Linked DNA regions of Canis lupus: region 2 is linked to region 1. Evidence: chromatin contacts called from public Hi-C data. All regions are on one chromosome and are shown on one strand. Each heading gives the region's core, a stretch centred on a gene start, on an enhancer-like site or on the middle of the called end of the contact. The rest is flanking DNA. Distances are from core to core; before and after follow the strand shown. Region 1 holds the start of RILP (rab-interacting lysosomal protein). Region 2 holds the start of SMYD4 (SET and MYND domain-containing protein 4).

Evidence for each region. Hi-C and Micro-C count contacts between places; a contact is called where the count stands out from the background.
Region 2: a contact with region 1 is called in a Hi-C map of blood, with 2.0 times the contacts expected there. The contact joins the promoter of SMYD4 here to the promoter of RILP in region 1. A contact is called at or near these places in 2 of 9 Hi-C or Micro-C datasets (both in blood).

What each region holds. Positions count from the first base shown.
Region 1 is chr9:45,738,445-45,746,035 of UU_Cfam_GSD_1.0, reverse strand. It overlaps RILP (rab-interacting lysosomal protein), which reads left to right and starts at 2,707. Exons shown (of 8, transcript XR_005364761.1): 1 at 2,707-3,214; 2 at 3,289-3,382; 3 at 3,466-3,572; 4 at 3,673-3,906; 5 at 4,381-4,526; 6 at 4,898-5,020; 7 at 5,654-5,792; 8 at 6,054-6,541. It overlaps PRPF8 (pre-mRNA-processing-splicing factor 8), which reads left to right. Exons shown (of 42, transcript XM_038548477.1): 39 at 776-916; 40 at 1,058-1,197; 41 at 1,299-1,501; 42 at 1,645-1,982. The coding sequence ends at 1,799. It overlaps SCARF1 (scavenger receptor class F member 1), which reads left to right and starts at 6,559. Exons shown (of 11, transcript XM_038548472.1): 1 at 6,559-7,094; 2 at 7,411-7,472. The coding sequence starts at 6,688.
Region 2 is chr9:45,900,926-45,908,516 of UU_Cfam_GSD_1.0, reverse strand. It overlaps SMYD4 (SET and MYND domain-containing protein 4), which reads left to right and starts at 4,014. Exons shown (of 11, transcript XM_038548490.1): 1 at 4,014-4,371; 2 at 5,142-5,287. The coding sequence starts at 5,154. RPA1 (replication protein A 70 kDa DNA-binding subunit) reads right to left here and starts at 3,909. Exons shown (of 17, transcript XM_038548492.1): 1 at 3,755-3,909. The coding sequence starts at 3,787.

The sequences.
Region 1 (7,591 bases), core at 1,458-3,957:
TTGATGGCAGTGTAAAGTTTAAAATACCACCTAGTGGTGGATTTAAAGATGTGTTCAGCTTGTGAAAATTCAGGAACCATGTGTTGGTATGCTTATTTATTTATGGACTCTATACTTAATCAACTGAGGAGGGGCTCCTGGGTGGCTCAGTCGGTTAAGCGTCTGCCTTGGGTCATGATCACAGGGTCCTGGCATCAAGCTCCACATTGGGTTCTCTGCTCAGTGGGGAACTTCTGTCTCCCTCTGCCACTCCCTTTCTTAGGCTCTCTTGCTCACTCTCTCTCAAATTAAAAAAAAATCAACCTCCAAAAAAAAAAATAAATAAATAAATAAAAAATAAAAAAAATCAACCAGGGAATGTGAGCAATGCAGATTCCTGGACCCCACTCAAGATTCTGATGTGGGAAGTCAGAGATGAGGTCCATGTTCAGCAATTTTTTTTTTAAGATTTTATTTATTTATTCATGAGAGACAGAGAGAGAGGCAGAGACCCAGGCAGAGGGAGAAGCAGGCTCCACGCAGGGAGCCCAACATGGGACTTCATCCTGGGTCTCCAGGATCATGCCCTGGGCCGAAGGCGGCACTAAACCGCTGAGCCACCCGGGCTGCCCATGTTTAGCATTTTGAAAAAGCACAGCAGGTGATTCTGATGCAAGAGATTCTGACCACATTCTGGCCTATTCTTTGTGAGGAAGGGAATTGAAACACAGGGCTGGCAGCCCAGAGATAGAGTGGTACTAAGAATCCTTTTGGTTCTTAACCCTCTTGTTTCTAGATTGCAGGATACCTGTATGGAGTGAGTCCACCAGATAACCCCCAGGTGAAGGAGATCCGCTGCATTGTGATGGTACCACAGTGGGGCACTCACCAAACCGTGCACCTGCCTGGCCAGCTGCCCCAGCACGAGTACCTCAAGGTCAGCAGGGGTGTGGGAGAATGGGGGCTTTCTTCTGCTGAAATGGGGGGAGGAAGGCAGCCATGTTAATTTTCATGGAGGTGATTCTTGTCTGCAGATGGGGATGGGGCTCCAGATAGTTTTCACCTCTCTTGCCTATAGGAGATGGAACCCTTAGGATGGATCCACACTCAGCCCAACGAGTCCCCCCAGCTATCACCCCAAGATGTCACCACTCATGCTAAGATCATGGCTGATAACCCATCCTGGGATGGTGAGAAGACCATTATCATCACCTGCAGGTAGCTTTGGGCCTCCTTGGTTGGAAGTATGGTGGGGCAGGCATGGCAGTACAGGGCCTAGAATGGTGGCCTGAGCAGACTCTGTCTTCATCTTCTTTCAGCTTCACACCAGGCTCCTGCACATTGACAGCCTATAAGCTGACCCCCAGTGGCTATGAATGGGGTCGCCAGAACACAGATAAGGGCAACAATCCCAAGGGCTATCTACCCTCACATTACGAGAGGGTCCAGATGCTGCTGTCAGATCGCTTCCTTGGCTTTTTTATGGTCCCTGCCCAGTCCTCATGGAACTACAATTTTATGGGTAAGTTGAGGAGCACAGGGAATTGGGACTGGGGTTAGGCCATCACCCTTGGCACTTGGGCCTTGGTTCCAAGATGGCCCAAGGGCCCAGGCTGGGTGAGGCAGGTGCATCTGCTTAACACTGGCCCTTTCTTCTAACCCTAGGTGTCCGGCATGATCCCAACATGAAGTATGAGCTGCAGCTGGCAAATCCTAAAGAGTTCTACCACGAGGTGCACAGACCTTCCCACTTCCTCAACTTCGCTCTCTTGCAAGAGGGTGAGGTCTACTCTGCGGACCGAGAAGACCTCTATGCCTAGTTGTTTCCTCACCTCCCCCTTCTTCACACTCCCCAAGACTGGAGCCTTTTACAAAACCCCAAAAAGAAGCTGGTGACATTCAGCAGCTTGGTTCCTTTTCTCCCTGTTTGTGCTTCTTGTAATTGATCTCTCGTGGCATGTAGTCCTGAGCAAAATGTAATAATAAATTTTGTATAAATAGGAGTTTTTGAGGTTGTTTTTTTCCTCCTGAGCTCAAATTCTGGGTGTAGGGATGGCAGGAGGCTGGCCTTGTTCACAGCAAGATGCTGGCCTTGGTCTTTTTTAAAAAAAAATTTATTTTTTATTTTTTTTTATTCATGAGCAATAGAGAGAGACACAGGCAGAGGGAGAGGCAGGCTCCATGCAGGAAGCCTGACATGGGACTCGATCCCAGGTCTTGAGGATCACACCCTGGGCTGCAGGCAGCCGTGTTAAACCCCTGTGCCACCGAGGCTGTGGCCTCGGTCTTAAAGTGGCATGAGGCCCCTCCCTACTCGGGGGCTGTGGATCAAGAAACTTGTAGATTCAAGGAATAGAGGTGGGGTTGGGTTTTAACACCCTTACTGCCTTGACCACGTCTGCCTACTTCCCTTAAAAATATTTGCAAACTATCACTCTTTTCAGCCTCCTTTGGAGCAGTTGCTGCCATTTTCTGAGTCTAGAAGCTTGTGAATTTTTCCCGACAGCTGTGGTGCCCAGCATAGCCCCTTAGGCTTTGTGTCACTGGTGGTTGGGAAAACAGGCACTTGGCTGGACAGATGGCTGTCCCTGGCAGAGGCCTGACAGCCCTCCTACCTCTCACCTCTTGCCTGTGGTGTTTGGCAGCCAAGTTGGGCCTCATGACTCCAGAGACAGGGGTGGAGCCTGGATTGCGCGCTGTGGGGAGGGATTGACAAAAGTGACCACTTAGAGCCGTGAACCTCAACCTCTTGGACGCCTGGCTGGAAGTCGGCAGCCTTGCTTCCTGTGACCTTGGGGCTCAAACAGGACAGAGCCCAGGGGGCCCAGTGCACAACCGCCTTCAAGCCTTTACCTTTTTTCTTCATTGCTCCTCCTCTGTCGCTTCTTCCCCGCCCCCCACTGCCCGAAACTGCTTCCTGGGCCGGAACTGTTTGGCTTTTTCCTGCCCCAATTAGGGCTGTGGGTGGGGGTAGGGAGGTTGGCGTGGCCTTTAACTTTCTGGGGACATGGAGCCCAGGAAGGCGGTACCTGGGGTGCACAGCTGCGGGCCTCGGGTGGCCGCGGGGTCAGGGACGGCGGCGGAGCTCGTGTACCATCTAGCGGGGGCCCTGGGCACGGAGCTGAAGGAGCTGGCGCGCCGCTTCGGGCCGGAGGCGGCGGCCGGGCTGGTGCCGCTGGTGGTGCGGGCGCTGGAGCTCCTGGAAAAGGCCGCCGTAGGGCCGGACCCAGACTCAGTGAGTCGCCGCCCTTTCCCCTGGCCACCCGCAGGGCTGGCGGGAGCCTCGCCCTCACAGCCTGGACTCCCCAGCTGCAGGTGTCAGCGCAGCAGGCCGAAGTGGAGCTGCGGCGGCTGCGGGAGGAGAACGAGCGCCTCCGCAGAGAGCTGCGCTCCGGCCCACAGGGTGAGTGCGGGCACCGCCAGGGGGCGGGGCGGGCGGCTCCGGGCCTCCTCCCCAGGCCGCTGCTAAGAACGCCCCTTCCTCAGAGGAGCGGGCTCTCCTGAGGCAGCTCAAGGAGGTGACCGACCGCCAGCGGGACGAGCTCCGGGCGCACAACCGAGATCTGCTCCAACGCAGCCAGGAGACCGAGGCGGTGAGGGCGGGGCGGGGCGGGGCGGGGCGATGGGCGTGAGCGGGGCTCTCCACCCGGCCCACCGACGCCCCGCCTACCTCCTCTTTGACTCCGCCCCCAGCTGCAGGAGCAGCTGCAGCGCCTCCTGCTGGTGAACGCGGAGCTGCGCCACAAGCTGGCAGCGGTGCAGACCCAGCTGCGCTCCGCGAGGGACCGCGAGGGAGAGCGGGAGCTACCGCACCAGGGGGCGGTGGAGCCGGCGCGGGACCGTGCCGGGGGGGCCGGGGACGCACAGAGGCGGAGGTCCGAGCGGGCAACCGCCGACGCTGGAGCTCCGGGGACCCCTGAGGACCAGGTGAGTGCCCATGGCAGTCCTCACAGGTCTGGCACTTGGGCACTCGGGCTGGGTTTGTCGTCCTGCCTAGCGGGTCCATCAGGAAGTTGGTAGGTGGGGGATCCCTGGGTGGCTCAGCGGTTTAGCGCCTGCCTTTGGCCCAGGGCGCGATCCTGGAGTCCCGGGATCGAGTCCCACGTCGGGCTCCCGGCATGGAGCCTGCTTCTCCCTCCTCCTGTGTCTCTATCATAATATCATAAATAAATAAATCTTAAAAAAAAAAAAAAAAGAAGTTGGTAGGTGGCACACGAGTGCGCGTCTCCAGCCGGTCCCTGCTCCCACGCTGGCCAGAGCACCGGGCTGTCGTCATCTGTCGCAGCTCCCTTACCTCCCCAAGTCTCCCGGCCAGTCGCTCCCTCTAGCATTCCTGTGATGGCCCGGGGAAAGGGGGGCGCCGGCAGAGGCACCCCTCTGACCCAGCCTGTCCCTCTGCAGGCGGCTGCCCTGCAGCAGCCAGGGCGCCCTTCCGAGGCAGGACAGTGCAGCTTCAGTCGAGAGGAGCTCGAGCAGATCCTTCAGGAGCGGAATGAGCTCAAAGCCAACGTGTTCCTGCTGAAGGAGGAGTTGGCCTACTTCCAGCGGTGAGGGCGGTAGGCAGGGGCTGGGAAGCTCAGGGGCTCCACTCACACTTGTCCTGGGCCTCACATCACCAGCTCCGTTCCTTAGTTCACTGATCTACCCATCATGATATATGGCAGGTGCTGTGCTGGACACTGGGAAGACATGAGTCACACAGCCCCTGCCTTCCTGGAACTTCTTCCAAATGGGGTAGGAGGTAGTAAAAAACACAGCAGCTGTGAAAGATTCCTAGGGGCATCACCTAAGCTAAGTCTGAGGGATGTCAGCAAGGCAGAACATTTCAGAAAAGGAGAATGTCAGGCACAGGTACTTGGGATGAAACCTACTGCTGGCATTCCTGCTGCTTACTCTGCCTCTTTTCCTCCTCGGGTAGGGAGCTACTCACAGATCACCGGGTCCCTGGGCTTCTCCTTGAAGCCATGAAGGTGGCTGTCAAGAAGCAGCGGAAGAAGATCAAGGCCAAGATGTTAGGGATCCCAGAGGAAGCAGAGAGCAGGTAAGTCCCTGCCTCCATTCCCACTGAGCCAACCCCTTCTCACTCTTTCCGCTGAGCCTAATGCTTCAGCCTGGTCATGCTCTAACCCATCTTAATCACCCCTTGGGCCTACCACCTTAGCTTCATAAATTCCTGAGCCTGTCACCTAGCCTAGTCCCTTCTTAAACCTGCTTACCTGGCCTGGTCACCCCTGCACCTGCTGTCCAGCCTGTCCTGCTGAGCCTACCACTCTGGCCTGGTCACTCCCTGAGCCTGCCACTCTGGCCTGGTCACCCCCCCCCCCCCCCCGAGCCTGCTGTCCAACCTGCACCCTTCTCTCTGGATTGCACTGTTCCCACTTGCCATGCTCACTATACATTCTGCTGAAAAAATCTGGTAACACTGCTTTTCCACATTAATTTTTCACTTTCCTGTCTTGGCTGGATCTGTTTGTTTTCAAAGGGTTAAGACTTTAATTATAGCCATGTCAGAGCCTGCTCTGAGGCTATAAAATAAAAGCCTCAAGATGTCCTTCATCTCCCTAGCACCTCCTTCTCTCCAGCCTTGGGGGTCCCATAGTCACTCTATCATCCCTTGGCTGTTCCTGGGTACTATGCAGAGGTCTGAACATAGTTAGATTCCTGTTGTCCCCAGGGCCTTGATGAACAATCCCCACATCTCCTCTCTTCTCTTCTCTTCTCTGCCTCAGTGAAGATGAAGACAGCTCATGGCTCCTGCCGTCTGGCAATAAGGGGGCCCACCCTCCACCCACTGAATCCAGAATCCAGCGTTTGTATGTTGGGGGAAGAGGAAGGGTGAGGGAGGGGCCCCATCTTTGTTCTTTTCCCCTTTCCTGTTCCACTGACATCTTGCTGTCCTGAGCTATAATCATGCCACTCCCTCCATTGGCCCTGGCTCCTTGGCCTCCTCAATACCTCATGCTGCCCTTTCTTCCTATTGTATCCCCTTTTCTCACCACTCCCTGCCCTGAGCCCATATCCTTGACCTCTCTGGCATCCAAGTTCAAAGTACCTCTTGGTTCTCTCCCTGCCAGCTTTGGCCTGTCCTATCAGGGTGAAACAGAGGCCCCTGAAGCCCAGACCAGCACGGTGCCCAGTGAGCTAAGGGGAGAAGAGGAGGCTCTACAGGAACTCCATATGCGGCCTGTGGGCAGCTCTACAGTCCTCAATTCCTGACTGGCTCTGCTCTGCACTTGATGAACAGCTTTCTCTGGGGGTCTCAGCAGCCCCAGAGACCTGACTTTGGAATCTGGCTATGGGTGGATGTGTGGCCTCAAATGAAGACAGGGCTCCTTCCTTCTCAGCCTTCCCCAGGCTCTTTCCCAGTTCTGGCCTGAGCCAGGGCATGATGAAGAGCTCAGCCTTCCCTGTATCTCTGTGCCAAGCCTCAGGGGCCAGATAAAAGTGCTTCCTCTTGGAATCTCAGTTTTCTTATCCATAAAATAGAGCTACCTACCTCCCAAGGGTGTGTGAGCATGACCTGAGCTAATATAATAAAGTAGCTGCCCATGATACCCAGAAACTGTCCCATGTCTGTGTGTTACTGGTCTGCTCCTACCTGGCTCTGCCAGGACCAAGGGCAGGCTGAGGTTTCCTCACAGGGTCTTGTTGGTTGTTAGTGGGTGGGGAGCTTCTCCTGCTAGGGCCTCACTTGGGTAATATGACCTAATGGAAAGACGTGGCTCCCACTCTCACCCTGTACTTTTGCCTGTCCCCAGTATCCTGGGACATCTTCCTGCCCCCTCCAGACTGAGACCAGCCCCTACAGCCCCCACTCTGCCTTCACCACAGCTTTCCTTTTCATCTGGTGTCTGGTCTTCCCAGCACCCACCTACCCGCCCTTTTAGGGAGGTGCCGCATGGCAGCCCGCCCCCTTCACACTGGTTTCCTCAGGAAAGGCCTTGGAAGGAAGCAGGGAGGGGGGATGGGAGCCGTGGGGGCCAGACTAACAGGAGCCCTCTCGCTGGACTGGCCGCCATGGGACTGAGGCTGCTCCCACTGTTGCTGCTCTGGACACAGGGGACCCAAGGGTCCAAGCTGGACCCCAATGGACAACATGTCTGCATGGCCAGCAGGTGGGTCTTTGTGGGAATCTGATGTGAGGGTGGTAGGTGAACTGGTGTTGAGGCATTGCATGGAAGAAGGACATGAGGGAAGAGGTCATGGGGCTGAAGGGAAGGGGGCTTGGGGACAGCCTGGAGGGTGGTGGGTAGTCCAGGCAGAAAGTGGGAGGGCCCGGGAAGGAAAGGGAAGGGATTAGGGACACCAGGGCTGTGACTCTCGGCTAGACCTGCCTGATGGGGCTGAGGCAGCCTCCCACATCTCAGCCAGAGACAGTGATCTACCTACAGAGCCAGTCTGTCCCCCAGCTGACCCCTCTCTGTCCCACAGCCCCTCTGCTGAGCTCCAGTGCTGCCCAGGCTGGAGGCAGAAAGATCAAGAATGCACTATCCGTGAGTAGCCAGAACGGATACGGATCCCCACCCGAGAAGAAAAGAGGACATAGCCCAGTGACCCTTTCTTCCTCCCGTCCTGGGGCCTATTTCCCCTCCTGAGACCTAGAGCTAGAGTC
Region 2 (7,591 bases), core at 2,765-5,264, 160 kb before region 1:
TCTCCAGGATCGCGCCCTGGGCCAAAGGCAGGCATCAAACCGCTGCACCACCCAGGGATCCCTATACCAGGAATTAAAAAAAGAGAGAGAGACACACACACAAAGAAATGGAAAGACATTCATTCCATGCTCACAGGTTTTGAGGAATAAATATTGTTAAATTGTCTCTACCACCCAAATTAATCTACACATTTAATGCAATCCCTATCAAAATACCAACATTTTTCACAGAACTAGAATAATCCTAACATTTATAAGGAACAACAAAAGACCTCAAATAGCCAAAGCAATCTTGAAAAAGAAAAACAAAACCGGAGGCATCACAATTCCAGACTTCAGGTTATATTACAAAGCCACAGTAATCAAAACAGTATGGTGTTGGCACACAGATCAGTAGAACAAAACAGAAAACCCAGAAATAAGCCCAATTATATGATTAATCTTCAACAAAGGAGGAAAAGAATACACAATGGGAAAAAGTCTCTTCAAGAAATGGTGTTGGGAAAAGAATGAAACTGGACCACTTTCTTTCACCATACACAAACATAAACTCAAAATGGATTAAAGACCTAAATGTGAGACCTAAACCATAAAAATCCTAGAAAAATCCTAGAAGACAGCGCAGGTAATTTCTCTGACACCAGCAGTAGCGACATCTTTCTAGATATGTCTCCTGTGGCAAGGAAAATAAAAGCAAAAATAAACTGCTGGACTACATCAAAATAAAAAGTTTCTGGGATGCCTGGGTGGCTCAGTGGTTGAGCATCTATCTGCCTTTGGCTCAGGGCGTGATTCCAGAGTCCCAGGATCGCGTCCCACACTGGGCTTCCTGCATGGAGCTTGCTTCTCCCTCTGCCTATGTCTTTGCCTCTCTGTGTGTCTCTCTCATGAATAAATAAATAAAATCCTTAAAATATAAAAAATAAAAAGCTTCTGCACAGCTAAGGAAACAAACTAAAAGACAACCTACTGAATGAGAAGACAAATGACATATCTGATGAGGGCTAAGTATCCAAAATATATGAAGAACTGCTACAACTCAACACCCAAACACAATTCAATTTAAAAAATGGGCAGAGGACATGGACAGACATTTCTCCAAAGAAGACATACAAATGGCCAACACATGAAAAAATGTTCAATACCACTCATCATCAGGGAAATGCAACTCAAAACTACAATGAGATACCACCTTATGCCTTTTAGAATGGTTAAAATCAACACAAGAAACAAGTGTTGACAAGGACGACGTGAAAAAGGAATCCTTGTGTACTGCTAGTGGGAATGGAAACTGGTGCAAAAATAGTATTGGGGTTCCTCAAAAAAATAAAAGTAGAACTACTTTGGATTCACTAATTGCACTGCTGAGTACTCAAAATTTATGAAAACACTAATTCAAAAGGATCCATGTATCCCATGTTTATTGCAGCATTATTTACAATACCCAAATTATGGAAGCAGCCCACGTGTCCATTGATAGATGAATGGATAAAGATGGTTGCACATATACAATATAACTTTTTAAAAAAGATTTATTAATTCATGAGAGAGGCAGAGACACAGGCAGAGTGTGCTGGGGAGCAGGCTCCCCATGGGGAGCCCGATGTGGGACTTGATCCCAGGACCCCAGAATCACCCCCCTAGCCAAAAGCTATCTCAACCACTGACCCACCCATGTGCCTGAATATTTTTTTTTAATTTAAAGATTTTATTTATTTATTCATCAAAGACACACACACAGAGAAGCAGAGACATAGTCAGAGGAAGAAGCAGGCTCTCTGCAGGGAACCCAATGTGGAACTTGATCTGGGGACCCTGGGATCATGACCTGAGCCAAAGGCATAGGCTCAACCACTGAGCCACCCAGGCATCCCTATGCAATAGAATATTATTTGGCCATGCAAAAGAATGAAATCTTCCCATTTCCAACAACATAAATGGAGCTAGAAAGTATAATCCAAAGCAAAATAAGTCAGTCAAAGAGACAAATCCCATGATTTCATACATATATGGAATTTAAGAAACAAATGAGCAAAGGAAAAAAAGGAAGACAGAGACAAACCAAGAAACAGACTCTTAACTATAGAGAACAAACTGATGGTTACTAGAGGGAAGGTGAGTAGGGGGAGGGGAGAAACAGTTGAAGGGGATTAAAGAGTACAATTTTCATCATGAGCAATGAGTAATGTATAGAATTGCTGAATTACTATATTGTACACCTGAAACTAACAGAACACTATACATTAGCTAAACCAAAATTAAAAATTTAAAGAACAAAAACAAATAAAAGGAAGAGAGAACAAATGAGAGTATGTGATGGAATTGGTGTGTTTGGCGGGGGAGAGGCGGAGTCCGTAGTCCAGGCAAGGAATGATGGAGCTAGAGTAGAAGAAGAGAAGCAGATGGATTTAAGAAATATGTGTGGAGTTAAAACACTGGACTTGGTGATGGACTGGACATCTAAGGTGATGGAAGTTTGCAGTTAGCATGATTCCACAATTACTGGCTAGCATATCTTAATGGATAATGGTGCCATTCATCCAGATAGGGAACACCAAGAGGCCCAAATAGTAAAATAACAGATTTGCTTTGGGACATGTTAAATTTAAAATGCCTTTAAGGGGGCGCCTGGGTGGCTCAGTTTGTTAAGCATCTGCCTTTGGCTCAGGTCATGATGATGATGGGTCCTGGGGTCCAGCTCTGTGAGGCTCCCTGCTCAGTGGGGAGTCTGCTTCTCTCTCCCCCCCCCCCCACCCCCGCCGTTCACGCTGTCTCTCTCTCTCAAATAAATAAATAAAATCTTAAAAAAAAAAAAAAAATGCCGGGCAGCCCGGGTGGCTCATAGCTTTAGCTTTCGGCCCAGGGCGTGATCCCAGAGTCCCGGGATGGAGTCCCGTGTCGGGCTCCCTGCATGGAGCCTGCTTTTCCCTCTGCCTGTGTCTCTACCTCTGTGTGTGTGTGTGTGTGTCTCTCATGAATGAATAAATAAAACCTTTTTAAAAAAAATAAAATAAAAAATGCCTTTGAGGTATCAGGCAGGCAGACACACTATAGAGGTTTATTTTTCAGAGTAAAGGCGGCTCCGGACAAAGAAATTTACGAGCAACTGACATACGGTTGGTAATGAGACTGTGTTGGTCAAAGAGGGCCCAGAACATAACCTTGAGTAACCAAAAACGTACAACGAGGGACCTGCAATAAGACGAGGAAGACGAGCCAAACCAAGCCATAGAAGCCCAGAGAAGGGAGTGTTATCAGAAAGACGAAATGCTCAACACACCCAAACACTGCTGAGAACTCTGGTAGAGCTAAAAACGGAAAAGCGTCTGTTGGATTTAACGACTTGGAAGCACCGTTAACTTCAGCCCGGGTTCCTTCGACCGTGATCGAGGGAACGACGGACCGGGGTCTGTTAACGGGAGGTGAGCTGAAAACAGACAACTCTAGAGAAGTTTGGCTGTGGATGGGGGACAGGGAGGAGACAGCGTGGCCGGAGGAGGGAGACGCGGGACCATCGAGTTAATTTTGCTTCCTTCTCTTAAGTAGAAAAAACATGGGCATGTTTCAAAGACGACAGTAGAAATTCTCGGAGACGGTGATGATTCTGGGGAGTCACTCGACGGTCTCCCCCACCCCTTTTATCTTCTCCCGCGTTCTCTCCCCATCGCCTCCAGCCCCCCTTCTCCCTTTCCCACCCCCACAACCCCAGGGTCCCCAGCCACCCCGGCCTGCCGGTCCGCAGGCGTCTCCTCACCGCAATGGCCCCCTCGCTCAGGTGGCCCACCATGACTCCGCCGCGCAAACTCCCGCGCTCCAGCTCGTCAGCAGACCCCACTTCCCTCCTGGGGCCCCGCGCGCTCCAAAGCTATTGGGCCAAGGAGCTGCAGGCACCACCCCCGCCTACTGACATGCGCAAGGCACGGGGGCGGGCTTAGTGGCGGGGCAGCCGCCCCATTGGCCGAGGCGCTGCGAGCAGCCACGTGACACGCGGGAGCCCAGGCTGAGGCCCTAGTCACCCGACGGCTGCGCCAGGGGGCGGGGCCGGGGCGTGGGTCGCGCCAAGGATGACGCTAGCTCTTGCTCTGGGCCCTCGGTCTAGTCCCGGAAGCTTTCCGAGACGCGTCTCGGAAAAAAAACTTGGCTCGGCCTTTGGCTGACAGGCCTACTGGTCGCCCAGAAGAGAGAGCTGTTCCCTGATGACTGTGCTGCCAACGGTAGTCAAAGCACCAACCTGATTACTTCAGCAACCGAAACGCCGAGCTCCCCCCGTTGCTAAACCCCGAGCTTGGCCCATCGGGGCTTTTCCTAAGGTAAATAGGATCCGATCGCCGCCCTCGGGAGAAAGCGTAGTCTGTCGAGGGAGTTACCGCAGTGAGTAGCCTTAACTCAATGTAGACATGATATGGGCCTCAGAGGAGACATAAAGTGTTCCGTGCTCGCAGATGGAAAATCAGGGAAGGCTTCCTGGAGGAGGTGCTATTTGAAGTGGGTCTTGAAGGGGGTGTGTGCAGATTTGCCGAGTGGACGCTTAAGTGAGGATAGGGATGCTACCAGAAGGATGGCATGGCCTATGCAACAACTAGAGAGGCAAATAGCCTGGCAAGTTGGGGATAGCTTTAAGTAGCTCAGAATAATAGGGTACAGAAGAAGACGTGAGACTTGGGCCTTAGAAAATGAGCCCAGGGGTCGAATAGTGAAGGATTTGTACAGGGCTTCCCCAAAAGCTTGGAGGAGCTTTAAGTCAGAGGACCTACATCTGTCTCAATGTGGAAGATGAATTGAATGATCTGGGGATTGAAAGAAAAAACAGCTGTGTAAGAGATACATTTGTTAATTAAGTAGTAGGTGGAGAGAGAGAAAAATCTGTGATGTCTGACTTGAACAGCTTGGGAAGATGGAGGTCTGAGGCAAGCATGGTGCGTGGAACAAACTAGGCCTTCAGTAAATATTTCTGAATAAAAGGATTTTCGGTGAATAGGTGTGAGACAAAATAGATCCTCAGCATGTAAACTATGGAAAAAGACCACAAGAATTGATTTTGTTGCTTCATGTTTGCTGGAGTGAAAGGTTGATTTTTTTTTTCCCCTAGAATTGTGCATTTGTAGAAATCTGAATTCCTTATTTTCTTATTTATTTTATAGACCTAAAGTAAAATGGATCTGCCTGTGGATGAGTGGAAATCATATGTATTTCAGAAGTGGTCTTTGCTCCCGAAGTCCATTCAGGACACAATTGCTACGGCAGACGCTTTAAGGGATATCTTTCTTCACTCTTCTTCGCTTCTTCAGTGAGTGAAAGCTTTAACGGGGGAAATTTTGATCTAGAAAATGTTCTCTTTTATCATATGCTCTTAAATTCTATCTCGTTTTCATGGAACGATTAAGTTCAGATTTTTATATTTTGGAGCATTCAGCAGTTCTTGCTGTTTCCAGTTTTTCCTAAGCTACTATTACAGAGCAGGCAAGAATGCTAATAGTTTTTTTTGGTGTCAGTGTTATGTTTCAATAATCAATGCTTTGCTCTAGAAACTAGGCTGTGAACTTTGCCATTTCCCAAAAGATATAGTGGGCATTTACTAGCTACACATAGAAAGTTATAAGTGCTCAAATTGAGAAAGGACTTTAGGGGGAAAAAAAAAAAGAGAAAGGACTTTAGAAGTCATGTAGTCTAACCCCAGTATTTTTCACTCTCTTGACTACCCTCTGTAGTAAGTAATACTATTTTATATCACAACCTAGTATGTACAACCATATATAGAAAATTAAAGCAAGAGTTTCCCAAAACTTCAGTGAATTTTTATTGGCCACCTGTTGTGCCAGCCACTGTGCTAGATGCTTAATGAACAAAAAATACATCAGTGAGGGGTGCCTGGCTGGCTCAGGAGGTAGAACATATGACTCTTGATCTAAGGGTCGTGAGGTTAAGCCCCACATTGGGCAGTAGAGCTTACTTGAGAGGAAGGAAGGAAAGAAAGAAAATACATTAGTGAATAGAAAATAGGCACAGATACTTATCCTTGAGGAGCTTAATTCTGGCAAAGAGGGATAGACATTAAACATAAATAAGCAAAGTATATAGTATACAAAGGTGCTAAGTGCAAAATAGAAAAAAATAAAAATAGAACAAGGTAAGGGAAATAGTGCCAGGAGTGAGAATACAGATTATAGTATTAAATAGTGTGATTAGATATGGTCTCATTGAGAAGGTGGAAGTTTCAGGGCACTTGGATGGCTCAGTCGGTTAAGTGTCCAACTCTTGATTTCTGTTCAGGTCATGATCTCAGGATTGTGAGATCAAGCCCCACCTTGGGCTCCAGGCTGAGCATGGAGCCTATTTAAGATTCTCTTCTCCCTAGGGCAGCCCAGGTGGCTCAGCGGTTTAGCCTTCAGCCCAGGGCCTGATCCTAGAGACCTGGGATCCCTGCATGGAGCCTGCTTCTCCCTCTGCCTGTGTCTCTGCCTCTCTCTCTCTCTCTGTGTGTCTCTCATGAATAAATAAATAAAATCTTAAAAAAAAAATTCTCTTCTCCCTCTGGCCCTCCCCATTTGCGCATTCTCATGCTCTCTTAAAAAAATAAAAAAGTGGAAATGAGCAGTCTTGGAGATACAGGAGATAACAAATTAGATAGATATCTGAGAGAAGAGTACTCCAGACATAGATCCCAGGTTGGGAGTATGTCTGGCATGTTCAAGCAACAGCAAGAAGGCTAGTGTGAGTGAACAGAATAAGCCAGGGGAAGAAGAGCAGGAAATAACATCAGAGAAGTAATAGGACATGCATGGGGATTGGTGGGTAGCAGGTGATGCAAGTCATGTTGACCCTCCTAAGTGCCTTGCCTTTTTATTCTGAGTAGGAAATTATTTTAGGGTGTTGTAGGCAAACTTCTATTTTTTTTTTTTAAAGAATTTATTTGTTTTTATTTATGAGAGAGAACAGAGCGAGAGAAAGAGCACGACCTGGAGGTTGTGGCAGAGGGAGAAGCAGCCTCCTCACTGGGCAGGGAGCCCAATGCGGGGCTCATTCCCAGAGCCCTGGGATCATGACCTGAGCCAAAGGCAGACTCTTAACTGACTGAGCCACCCCGGCGCCCTGGTAGACAGACTTCTAGAACTGATGCCCCTTCCCCCACCAGCACTCCCAAGTTAGTTGACCTTGAGATACAATTATCTGAATGGGCTAGCCTAATCAGGTGAAATCTTTAAAAGCAGAACTTTTTTTTCCAGCTGGTAGCACAAAGTAACTTCAAGCCACAAGATGTGAATGTGCTTGTGCTTGAAAATGAGGGGGTGGGGGAAAGAAAAAAGAAAATGAGGGGGGACCACATGCTAAGGAATGCAGGGAGTCTCTACAAGCTAAGAGTAGTTCCTGGCTAATAGCCAGCAAGAAAGTGAGGACATCAGACCTACAACTGCAAGGAACTGGTTTCTGCCAATAACCTGAATGATCTTAGAAGTGGATTCTTTCCCAGGTCTTCCATATCAGAGGTCACCTTGATTTCAGCCTAGCGAGACCCTACTCAAGAGAAATCAGCCAGGTTCTGCACTTCTGATCTGTAGACTGTGAGGATAATAAATGGTTGTAAACTGCTGAA